Linked DNA regions of Gossypium hirsutum: region 2 is linked to region 1. Evidence: chromatin contacts called from public Hi-C data. All regions are on one chromosome and are shown on one strand. Each heading gives the region's core, a stretch centred on a gene start, on an enhancer-like site or on the middle of the called end of the contact. The rest is flanking DNA. Distances are from core to core; before and after follow the strand shown.

Region 1 (5,782 bases), core at 1,545-4,044:
AGTTCATTTATCGATAAATATTTTGCACACGAAAATATAGGTAACAGTGAATAGAACTTTTAAAAAATAATGCAATGATTACACATCTTGAAGTATTCATTAATTTTTCATGAATTTAATTTTATCTCCACGCACCAACAATTTTAAATTTAAGAATTACAAATTTACACTCCCAATAAAATGATACATAAATTGGAGTACTAGGATTGAGTTGTTAAGAATGGGAAATCAACAATATAATAAAAATTTATTTATAAAAAATTGAGAACTTGAAACCTCTATGGGGTTAACAATAAAATGAATGTTAGAATTCCTATTTGAATAAGTTATTGTTAATGTTATAAGTATTCATAGGTCGGGTGAATAATTTTTTGATCTATACTCTTTTTTTAATAATTTCATTTTAGCTTCGAATCATAGCCGCTCTTTTTGACACAATATTAATAATTATCCATAGTCTCTCCCTCACTCATAAATAAGAGGATAATGTGCTTTAACGCACTTGAACCCACACTCCTACATTGATAATAATATCTATACCAATCGAATTAAGACTCAACCGACTGATCCAAACCCTTTTTATAAAATTTAATATTTTGTTGAATTCCTGATTTTTTTTTGTTCCAGATTCAATTATGAAACAACTCTTACTTTTGTATTTAAAAAAAAAATATCCTTCTGTGTTATCACTGAATCTCAAATCCCAAATTAAGTTTGTTATTCAGTCACTAATTCCCAAAAGGAGTGAAAAAGAAATTGGGTGAGCAGAGGGAGCATTTTGGAAAAGAACAGTCACATGGTTTGATGATGCAATCAACAACAACAGAAATTGTTGCTTCTACAATGGGACTGACTCAATGGCACATGAAAATAATTTATTGCTTTTGGCCTACTCTTGCTATGCCATCTCACCACCATTTCAATTACCAATAACTTCCAAATATTGTTGGAAAAGGTTTATTGGTTTCATGTCATTATTTATAGCTTTCATTGTGTCATGTGTTACGTAGTAAAAAATTCGATATCTTTTAAAAAAAAATGTAAGTTCAAAATGGAATAAAAATAGCATCAAATTGATTTAATGAGAACCTTTGTAGTCACGGAATATCATGTTATTGTTAAAGATTCTCACTAAAAATGTTTATGAGTTGAGTAAGGTTTAAAAGTAATATTAACACATTTGATATTTGTTCAAGCCTAATCTAACTCGATAACCGATTTAAAAATTTATTTAATTTATTTCTAGATGATTAATTTAAAATTATTTTAGGTTCAATTGTATTATTTTTCAAAAATATTTATATCATTTTTAATTTAACATTTAATAATTTTATATACAAACAATTTAATATTTTTTATTTGTTATAATTTATATAATATATAAATATAGGGGATGAATCCACTTAGATCGGTGTAAAACTAATGATGTTTTACACCCTTTCTTATATTTTTTATTCTGAGTTTATCGATATAATTATACTTATTTTGCATGTAAGTTTTCGAACTGGTCAGATGTCTTTATCATATTGGTCGAAAATTTTATTATATTAATATTTATTGAATGATTAAATTTTTTTTATATAAAAAAAAGTTAAAAAATTTACATCAAATTTAACATACATAATCTATATTAAAATATTCATAATACAAAAATATACGAAAAGATGTAAAACAATATTAATTTTACACTGGTGTAGGTAAATTGCCCCTCATAAATATAATATAATATATTACAAATTAAAAAAAAAGTTAAATCGGGTCAAGTTTGAGCATTGAATGCTAGAACCTAGACTCAAATGTATTTTAAACATATTTAAAAAATGTTTCGTCTGAACTCATTTTTCTAACCTAATATTTTCGCTAAAATTTCAAATAGACATTTAAAATTAGACTAATAGTCGGAGTTTGGGATAATTCTAACACCCACTAGACAAAACTACATCTGATGCAGAGCAAATGATATTTTGGGCCCAACAGAATTAAAGATAATGGACATTTATTCCCAAATTGGTTCTTTTGTGATGAGCCTAAAATGGAATTGTACACGAACCTCCTTTGGGCTGCTTTGGTATTTATAACAATGTTGCCTAAAATAAATTTTTTTGGTGGACATAAATGTATCCCTATCCCCAAGTGAACAAACAAGTGTTTTTATTAAAAAGTTGGACCGACCAAGTTTTTACATTTGAAACGTAAATTATTAAAATTTTGATTATAATGCTAACATTTCAGCATGGGTATTTTTAAACCTTTCGGTGAGCTATTAATCTTACTTTAAAAAATTATTTTTGAAAAATTATATTAGTAATGTTTATATAATATTAGTAATGTTTGTAAGAATGTCGGATATTTACTTTTTAGTGGCAGTTCTTTTTTCTTATAAATGTCACTGTTGTTTTTTGATCAATGGCCATTAAATGTTTTTTTTTTTGCGGCATTTTAAGTAACAACATCGCTAATGCTAAATTGATATGCTCCTAATATATATGGTGACAATTTTGCGTAAAATGCCACAATAAGTTTTATTTGGAACGAGATCTATTTAAGGATCGGATAGCCTGCTTGGCTTGACTTGGATAAAAATTTTTTCACTTTGGTCTGACCCAACTCGAATTCAATTTAAAGAGTAAAAAAGTATTTTCAATTAAAATTTAATTATAAAATATATAAAATAACAACTACATGTATATATATATTTATATTTTATTGATTTTTGAATAAAAAAAAAGCTTTTTGGATGGTCAGACCCAGCCTGAAAACAGGCTTGGGCTTGAAATATTTTGACACTGAGCCTTGACCAGACCAAGTCTGGCCCATAGACATTTCTACTTCGAAGTGATTCCTCTGGAAATTCTTTCACCTTTGTATATTGATTTTGCAATATAATTTTATGCACCGAAACTGAACTATACACTACTATGTCTTTAAAATCCATTGAAAATAAATTTAGATAATTAAATTTTTTAACACATGAAATCACATAATTTATTATTAGTATATAGATTTATACTAAAGATGCTCATGGGCCAAGTTAGATCAGGTTCGAGTCTGATTTAAGTATGATATTAATGCACTTTATAATTGTTCAAGGTCGGCCTAACATGAAATATGGGTCTAATATTGTCTAAACCCACTCATATTTTTAAATAGTTAATCCGAACCTATTTCAAACCTAATCATGTTTTTTTGAAAGTTTTTTAAAAAATATTTATATTAGTTTTACTTTAATATTTAATAATCTTGTTTTTTTTTCATTTGTTAAAAGTTTGTATATACGAATCTTAATGTTATTTTAATATTCACATTATAGTATTATAGATTATTATAAATCTAGTTTTTATGTGTTATAAAGTATATAATATATTATAAGAAAATATGTCAGTATTAGGCCTTAAATATTTGAACTAGAGCTAAACTCATATTTTAAACGGATCTATTACAATGTGACATACTTTGATCTTCGAGGTATATCAACCAATGACATAGCTTTCGATCAGAGATGAAAATGCAACAATGTGATTGGTTGCACTAACATAGAAATGCAAATTTCCAACTTTTTCACCAGGTGTTCATTGTCCCTCAACCTATGGCTTCTACAACAATACTCATGAAACTGCCTCTGCATCAGATCCTTGCGTTCCATGCTTGTCTTGAATTTCTTTGACAATCCCTACCATAGCAATGCCTTTTGGGCTTATGATCTTGGCATGGAATGTGTTTTTTGTCTGTTTTCTCATGTTTAAGTTCTCTGCTCATGCTCAGGGGTCTTTATGGTTTCCTTATACTATGAAGTGTTTCCTGTTTTGTTTCTTGTTGTTGATTGGATATCGCCTTAGCAATGTTTCCTTTCGTTTTTTAATAAAAGACTTTCATAAAAAAAAATGTTTAAACTTTCTCAAATTTCGAATAGATCTTTGAACTTGATCAAATAACTCATATCATAAATAATTCTAATTTGTACACTAAAAACACATTAAATGTAAAACTTATAAATATTTTTTTCAGCTAAATCAAAGTTTTATTGCAAAATTAACTGATAACAATAAATTGAAACATATTCTTACAGTTTTTGAAATTAAATTAAAATTTTATTAATCTTGGAGAGGGTCTGCGACGGGACCTTGGTATTATGTTTTGAGGTAAAACGTGATGAAATTAATAATTTAAGTATAATTTTTGACAAAAAGAATTGTAGGCATCTAAATGAGAAAAATGGTATGGCCACCGTTTGACGGAATTTTCGAAATTATCCTTGATCGCAACAATGTCTTATGTTTAATATGGTACCAGTGCACTTTTCTTTATTAATAAAATGTATTTTCTGAGAAAAAATCAAAAAAAAAATGTATTTGCTGATAAAAAATCAAAATAGTGTCACAAAGCCAAAGAGCATCAAACAATGACATCTCTTAAAACAATTTAGTTAAGGGTTAAAAAATTAATTTTTTTTATTTGTTTTAATGATTTTTAATGAGATGTCCAAGTGTAGTACTATTTGCTAATGTCACATCGCTAGAACTTTATGCTAATAATTTATGCTATCTTATGAGATTTTTTTGCTTTAAATCTATTTAAGTTAGCCTAATTCTCAAGTGAGAATACACAAAGGAAATTTTATAAAGCACTGAAATAAAATAGAAGCAAACTCTCAAGAAAGAAACTAATGACAAATAGAAAAGTCACAAAAAAGCAAATGCTCATAAATGTTTGAGTAAATGCTTTTAAAGTGTTTCTATTACTTTGAAAAATTACAACTGAATGATTACAAATAAAGAGAAAGGCCTGTATTTATAGTTGAGCTCCGCTAAATCTAACACAATACATTTTAAATTACATTGACGATTGAGGTTAAAGCCTATTTACAAGATGAGATTCTTAAGAAATTTAAGCACTGTACAATCTTATTCCTTAAGATTTACAATATTCACCACGATAACACTAATTTTACTGAAGTGCTACATTAAACTATTAAAACTTCAAATAGATTTATGAAATTAAAAAACTATATTACTAGAATACCAAAACAAAATTTAAATATATATTAATGGATGTACACATACATGAAATTCAAAGATTGGAAGCAAAACCAAGGCAGAATCTAATCTTATAGAATACATTTTTATGCATCTCAAGGAAAGACAAACATTTTTTTTTTTGTATGAGAGGAAGCAAAATTCCAATTTCCAAGCAATTAAAATTTCATTGAAAACTAAATCTAAACATCATAAAACATGGAGAGAAAAAAAGTAAAAAGAACTAAATCATTTTATGAGCATATAGAGGAGGAATGTCTTAGCATTGATATAATTTTCAATATTTAACATAAATTTTTTTTTAAAAAAAAGGAGAAATTACCATTACAAACGTAAAAATTTCCAAACTACAACATAAAAATTAATTCTACCCCTAATTTCATCATTGCATAAACCTAAAATTACTTTTTTTTAAACATTTTTATGATTTTTTTCACAGGGAACTTAAACGAAGATCCAATGGTGGATGATCCATTTCTGGGTTATTGATTGTGTATGGAAATGATGATGTTTCCCTACATTCGTTTGCATGGAATCTCAGCTTCTCTTGCTCATTTTCATCAAAGGAATTTAATGGAAATAGTTGTAATGTCTCAATAACCCTTTGATCTGATTGATATTCCTTAACCTCAAAAAACCCTGCAAAAATTTAAAGAAAAAAAACCCATTAAATCAAATGAAATATGTGTTATAATAATATATTTTTAAAGTCCTCTTAAAGATTTGTCATCCAATAATGCATTTTCCTT
Region 2 (5,950 bases), core at 604-3,103, 82 kb after region 1:
GATAAGCTCAACGGGAGTGATAATTTCAACAGTACCTTTGTTAATCTTGGTGGGAATATTGAGCACCTACAACGTAATCAAAAATTGATAATAAGAATTAAGCAATCATGAAGAACAGACATAACAAGCAAAACACTACCAGGATATAGCCAGTACCTGGAAGAAAGAGGTCTGTGATGGGTCAAGACCAGTGTTGCCGGGTGGAACAACCACATCAATAGGTGCAACCAGACCAACACGAGCAGGAGCTCCAACCTGTTCATAAAATAATATGATATTAGAACAAACACACAAAAGTGACAGCAAGAAACAACTACTAGATCAAGTAAAATTGAACTTCAAAACATCAAACATCAAAAATCACAATTGCAAAGTTTATAACTGTGAAAACACACAGAATACAACTCAACAATGAGAATGGAGACTTTATCTGTTTGGTTAATTCAAGCATAAACAAATACACTAATGAATCAACTTATAAATTCAAAATAACAGCGGGCCAAATAGCATAATATGAGCTTCCATTGATAAAAGTAGCAGGAAAGCTCATTTACTAGAAGTCAGATTGCATTTTGCCCCTTCTAATAAAAAAATAGGCAAATTAGTCCTTATACATTAAATCAAAAAGCAAAAGAGCACTCTTAAAATTTTCATTTCATCTATTTATCCCTTTTGAAACTGATCCATGCACGACAACATCATCAACACATGGTCCAAGTAGCACATCATGAATACTTGTCTGGTTAATCCCTCAACCACGCCAAATTTCTTACAGTAAAAATGGATGAAAAATTTAACAAAAAAATCAGTTTACTCTTTGATCTAAAGTACATGTACTAATTTAGCTATGTTTTGAATAAAGAAGGCAAAATGCAATCCAAATCCTAGTGCAGAGTCACCATGATACTTTTACCAAATAGCATAATATGAGCTTAAATTCAATCTTAAAAATTCCAAAAATTTGATTTTTATCAATGAGAAAAACTATAAATACCTAAACCATTCATTTAGCTAACCATACTAAATTATAAATTACATAACAATAACTTTAGCCTCCTATGACTAAATGTTCTACAGATATAACAAAATCAAGTATTCCAAATTTCCACCAAGTATATAGACCCTAAAAGAATTGCCAAAACAATCCTAATATCAAATATCCAAACTTCCATTAATGAATAAAAGATTAACGTAAAAGCAATATACCTTGTATTTAGCTACTTCCTCACTGACTTCCTTCAAATCACCCTTAGTAAAGATCAAACCCACATTTCCCTGATTCAAAAACAACCAAAAAAGGGGTTACTTCAATTCATTCATTAAACACTAAAAAACCCAAAATTTATATACAAAAAGATTGAAACTTTTGAAGTACCTGAAGCAAAGGGATAAGGTTAAGGAAAGCTTGGTTCCCAGTCTTCTCAGCATGCATCCTAACAGACCTTTTCATCATAGTGTTCTTACCCATTAAAACAACTGAGTCGCCTCGGAGACCTTTCCGAATGTTCTGGAGCTGGTTCGAGCCAACATTGTCGGCTGCGGCGATCAAGATCTGCGTGTACTCATCTAAGAGCTGGCACAGTTTCGCGTCGTACGCGATTTTCTTTTCGGCCTTGGAGGGTTTCACTGCCATTTCGGGAATTGGTGAAAAAAGGTTTACAAAAGGGAAAAATCGAGGGCCAAGACGATGCCGGACGGTCGGTCAAGGCGGACAGCTGATTGGCGCCGTCTCTTTAACCTCTGATTTTGATGTTAGTAAAGAATGGAGATTAGGGTTACAGTTGGTTTATATAGTAGGACGGGAAATGAAAGGGGAATTAGGGTTTTGGGGGTTGTGATTGGATCGAACGGTTGAGATTAGTTCCGGGTATTTTTAATTGTTGGATTTGGTTCGGGTTTTGGGGACTTTTTGTTATATGGGCTTGGGCTTGGTTTTTAGGGTTTGGAGTAAAATAGGAAAATGACATGTTAGTAAATTTGGTTTTAGTCCCTCTAGTATATATAGTTTTTTACGGAAACCCATCCAAAAATTAAAGCTGCAACCAACCTACACAATGTTAGTCCTTGACCGTTTTCATTAGGGATGTAATTGAGTCAAGCCGAGTCTAAAAACTGTCAAGTTTCAGCTCGAAATTTAGAATTTGATACTCAATTCAAGTGAGCTCAATCGAACATTTGTTTTTGAGCTTGAGCTCGATTAAGTTCGTTTATTAATTTTTATACTCGATCTCGAACTAAAGCTCGAACTCAACTTGATAATTAAGCTTAGGTTAATAATATATATTGAGGCTTATGAGCTATTCGAGATAAGTATTACTAAGCTCATACTCAGCTCGATCGATAACAAGAGCTATTCAAACTCGAGCTCAGCTCAATAATTACGGAATAGAGTTTGAATTTCTTTCGAGTCAAACTTTAATATCTTGTGAGCACTAATATCTCATTTACACTTTTACCGTTATATGCTCCCATGATTCTACTTCCACTATATTAAGTCCATCGAACCATATTGGCATCTTTTTATTTACGAAACACTTTTCTAGAATATTGACATAATTAGCCCAAGTTGTTAACTTCCTTAACTATTTTTATTAAAATATTGACATTTATTTATTTAATAAACATCTTTTTTTAGAAAAAGTCATGCATGCATGATGAGTTAGAAAATAAAAAAATTTATGTAAAAATTTTGATTGAAATAATTTAGTGTATTAACCAGGGATTTAAATTGCGGTTACGGCCATATTTTTGGTTGGGCTGCGTTTATTGCGGTTGCGGACATAACGGATTCGATTGCAGTCATTGCGGGCATCGCGGTGTGAATTTTTTTAAAAATCGCACAACTTATTGTAAAACATAATAATTATAATTATAATTATAATTATAAAAAGTCACTTTTAATGATTTTTAAAGTTTTCTAACACTTATTGTAAAATAACGGGAATAGCAGCCCGTTATTGCCTCAATTGGCCGTTACCCGTTAAATTGCGACTGCGATCTATCGCTATTGGTGTGACTCTGCTTCACACAGCTATTTTCAACAGTAGTGGTTTCGGAAGGCGCCGCTACTGCTATATAGCAGCCGCTATTTCACTACTCGACCGCTATTTACATCCCTGTTATTAACTATTTAAGTTAACTAATACCATTATAAATATCGAGGAACCAAATGATACAAATTAAATTATAAAAATTAAAGCTTAATTTAAATTATAATAATTTGATATAAAATGTTAGACGACAAGTCATATTCATCGAGCTAACATGGCATCATCACACCAGACCATGTTAACATTGGAAGATCGCACTAAATCAAGGTTGTTTGAACTGGATTAGATCACGAATTAGTTAGGGTGTCAATCTAGAGAAGGGCATTGAACCGTTGACCCGGAAATTGATACAAATCGATTGAATTTGGCCAATATGGTTGAACCATGCGGATAAACCGATTGATCCGAATTTAAAATATTTTAATATTTTTATTTTTATAAATTTTTCAATGTCTTATCTAATCAAACTAGACAGAACGATGAATCGGTGACTTGACTGATTTGATTAACTATTTAATTATGAAAACCTTAACTAAAACTATCGAAAACTACCTATTGTTTTATATTATCATTAGTTAGACTGGATAGCTAATGCCGTGAATTAGAATGAATATTATTTTTCTTTAACTTTCGGAATGACATCATAGAACTAAAAATTAAATTTCTTAAAATTAAAGTATAGAGATTAAATATTAAAGTTGGGCATAATAGAGGGATTAAAACCTAAATTTAACCAAATATTGTAAGATGGCGGGCAGATTCATGAAGCTGACATGGAAACATCTCATTGGACCACGCTAACAACAGAAGAAACCATCCAAATGAATTTTGTTCAGATTTTTTCTCAGGTAACCGTTTCTCTCCAATTCCTTAATATAAGTCCTTTCACCGGCAGCCGCCAACCAATTCTCCCTTTCTCCGGCCGACTTAAACGACGCCGTTTCCCACCGCCCATGGCTTCCCCGTACAGAGATCGGACCGCCGAGTTCCGATCACTATCCCAAACGCTTCAAAAGCTCGGCGGAGGGATCTCAACCGTCAATCATAATAATAATCATCTCCAAGACGACCACGTTTCTAAATCACTGCCGTCTCTATCCTCCAGATCTGAGTTCAATAAAAAGGCTTCTTTAATCGGGTCGGGTATCCATGAAACCTCTCAAAAGATTGGTCGACTTGCTAAATGTAAGCCATTTCTTTTAATTGTTTTCTTAGCTTAATTTTTTTAAAAAGTTTTGCTTGTTATTCGATCCAATTCAAAAATATAGTAATCCAGATTTTAGCTCTTAAGAATAAAAAAAAGTTGATTAATTTATGTGCTATAGGTATAAATCCTAAGGATCAGATTAGTAGCTAGTTTTCAATTGGGATTTTGAAATGTTGTGAATTTTTTTATTGTTTTTAATGTAATTGTTGCAGTGGCGAAAAGGTCATCAATGTTCGATGATCCGGTTGTTGAAATACAAGAACTGACTGCGTTGATAAAAACTGATATTACCACCTTGAATATGGCACTTTCTGATTTACAAACACTTCAAAACATGGAGATTGCCGATGGGAATTACTCCGAGGATCGAATTGTTCATTCGACCACTGTTTGTGATGACTTGAAGAACAAGTTAATGGGTGCTACAAAGCATTTTCAAGATGTGTTGACTGCAAGAACTGAGGTTTCTTTATTATCTTGACTATCCTAGAATTGTAGTTTGTCTAATGAGAGTAGGAATTAATGAAGCATTATTTGTGGTTATGCAGAATATTAAAGCTCATGAAAATAGGAAACAGTTATTTTCTAAAAGTACAATAAGAGAGAACCCGTTTCAACATCAAACGAAATCCGTAACTGAGCCACCTCCTTGGTCTAGTTCTTCAAAGGTCCCCATGAGTTCACCACTGTTAGGGTAGGTACTCTCATTTCTTGGTGCTGCATTTAGGATATATAAATGAACATTGGAATAAGAAACTACTACGGTAGCTTTTACCCTGTCTTCATGTATAGGTGGCTGGATCAAGTCGTTTTCCAGCCATTATTTCTGAATCTAAAAGAATCTTTTCATTCGGCACAGTGCACTACAATTTACTCGATAACATTGAATATTATATTTCGTTAGACATTTAAGTTTGCTGATGTGCCAGTTTTTGCCAGTGCTAAATGATAGCTACTACTCTTGTTGTTTGACTAATGTATGTATTTTGTTTTTAACTAGACCGCCACAAAATGGAGTTCAAGCTGGAAGCCAACTGAGGTGTGTGTATTTGTTATATTTGATTGAAGTCCGGAGTTTATATTTTTTTTTCCCATAAATCAAGTGTTCTAGTTATTGATCATAATACTGAACTAGTTGCAGCAACATCTTTATGTCATCTTATGAAATTTAGACGTCTTGGTACTTATCCTTTACCACGCATTCAGATCGAACCCATGCTCCCTTTTTTAACTTTTATTTTATTTTATTTCTATGGGACTGATTATGGCTTTGTGTTTTCCCTATTTGTTATATTTTCCTCTACCGAAACTTGTAGACGAAGGCCAGCTGTGGATGGCACGCCTTCAAACCACATGGAAATGTCTATGTTGCAACAGGTAGTTCCCAGGCAAGAGGAATACTCTCAAGGTAGAGCAGTTGCACTTCAAAATGTGGAATCTACAATTTCAGAACTTAGTGGGATCTTTACACATCTAGCTACAATGGTTGCACATCAAGGAGAACTAGCTATCAGGTCTCTGCTCCTTTTACTCATATTTATTTGCTTATTTCCTTAAGGTTTAGAAATGGCAGTTACTACATCATTTCTCTTAGCATATCATTAGCTTGATATGCATTTTTAGTCGTTCAAGAATCTGCCTAATCGATATGACTTGTGAGCAGGATTGATGAAGGTATGGATCAATCATTAGC

Evidence for each region. A called contact is a pair of places that touch in the nucleus more often than the background predicts.
Region 2: a contact with region 1 is called in a Hi-C map of leaf, with 1.9 times the contacts expected there. The contact joins the promoter of LOC107943968 here to the enhancer-like site in region 1. A contact is called at or near these places in 7 of 34 Hi-C or Micro-C datasets (callus, cotyledon and leaf).

The regions. Positions count from the first base shown.
Region 1 is chrA10:116,855,162-116,860,943 of Gossypium_hirsutum_v2.1, forward strand. It overlaps LOC107934981 (WUSCHEL-related homeobox 5), which reads right to left. Exons shown (of 2, transcript XM_016867507.2): 2 at 5,278-5,672. The coding sequence ends at 5,467. Among protein-coding and RNA genes, the nearest start is that of LOC107934981, 4.1 kb to the right of the region's middle. Within about 2 kb of position 2,795, at least 1 of the 9 cell types and tissues checked has an H3K27ac peak or open chromatin away from gene starts, as enhancers often do. A contact at or near this core is called in leaf, where this site is marked.
Region 2 is chrA10:116,938,472-116,944,421 of Gossypium_hirsutum_v2.1, forward strand. It overlaps LOC107943968 (60S acidic ribosomal protein P0), which reads right to left and starts at 1,854. Exons shown (of 5, transcript XM_016877786.2): 1 at 1,376-1,854; 2 at 1,207-1,275; 3 at 157-255; 4 at 1-66. The coding sequence starts at 1,633. LOC107943966 (syntaxin-31) reads left to right here and starts at 3,845. Exons shown (of 6, transcript XM_016877785.2): 1 at 3,845-4,235; 2 at 4,470-4,720; 3 at 4,806-4,951; 4 at 5,258-5,296; 5 at 5,574-5,771; 6 at 5,921-5,950. The coding sequence starts at 3,872.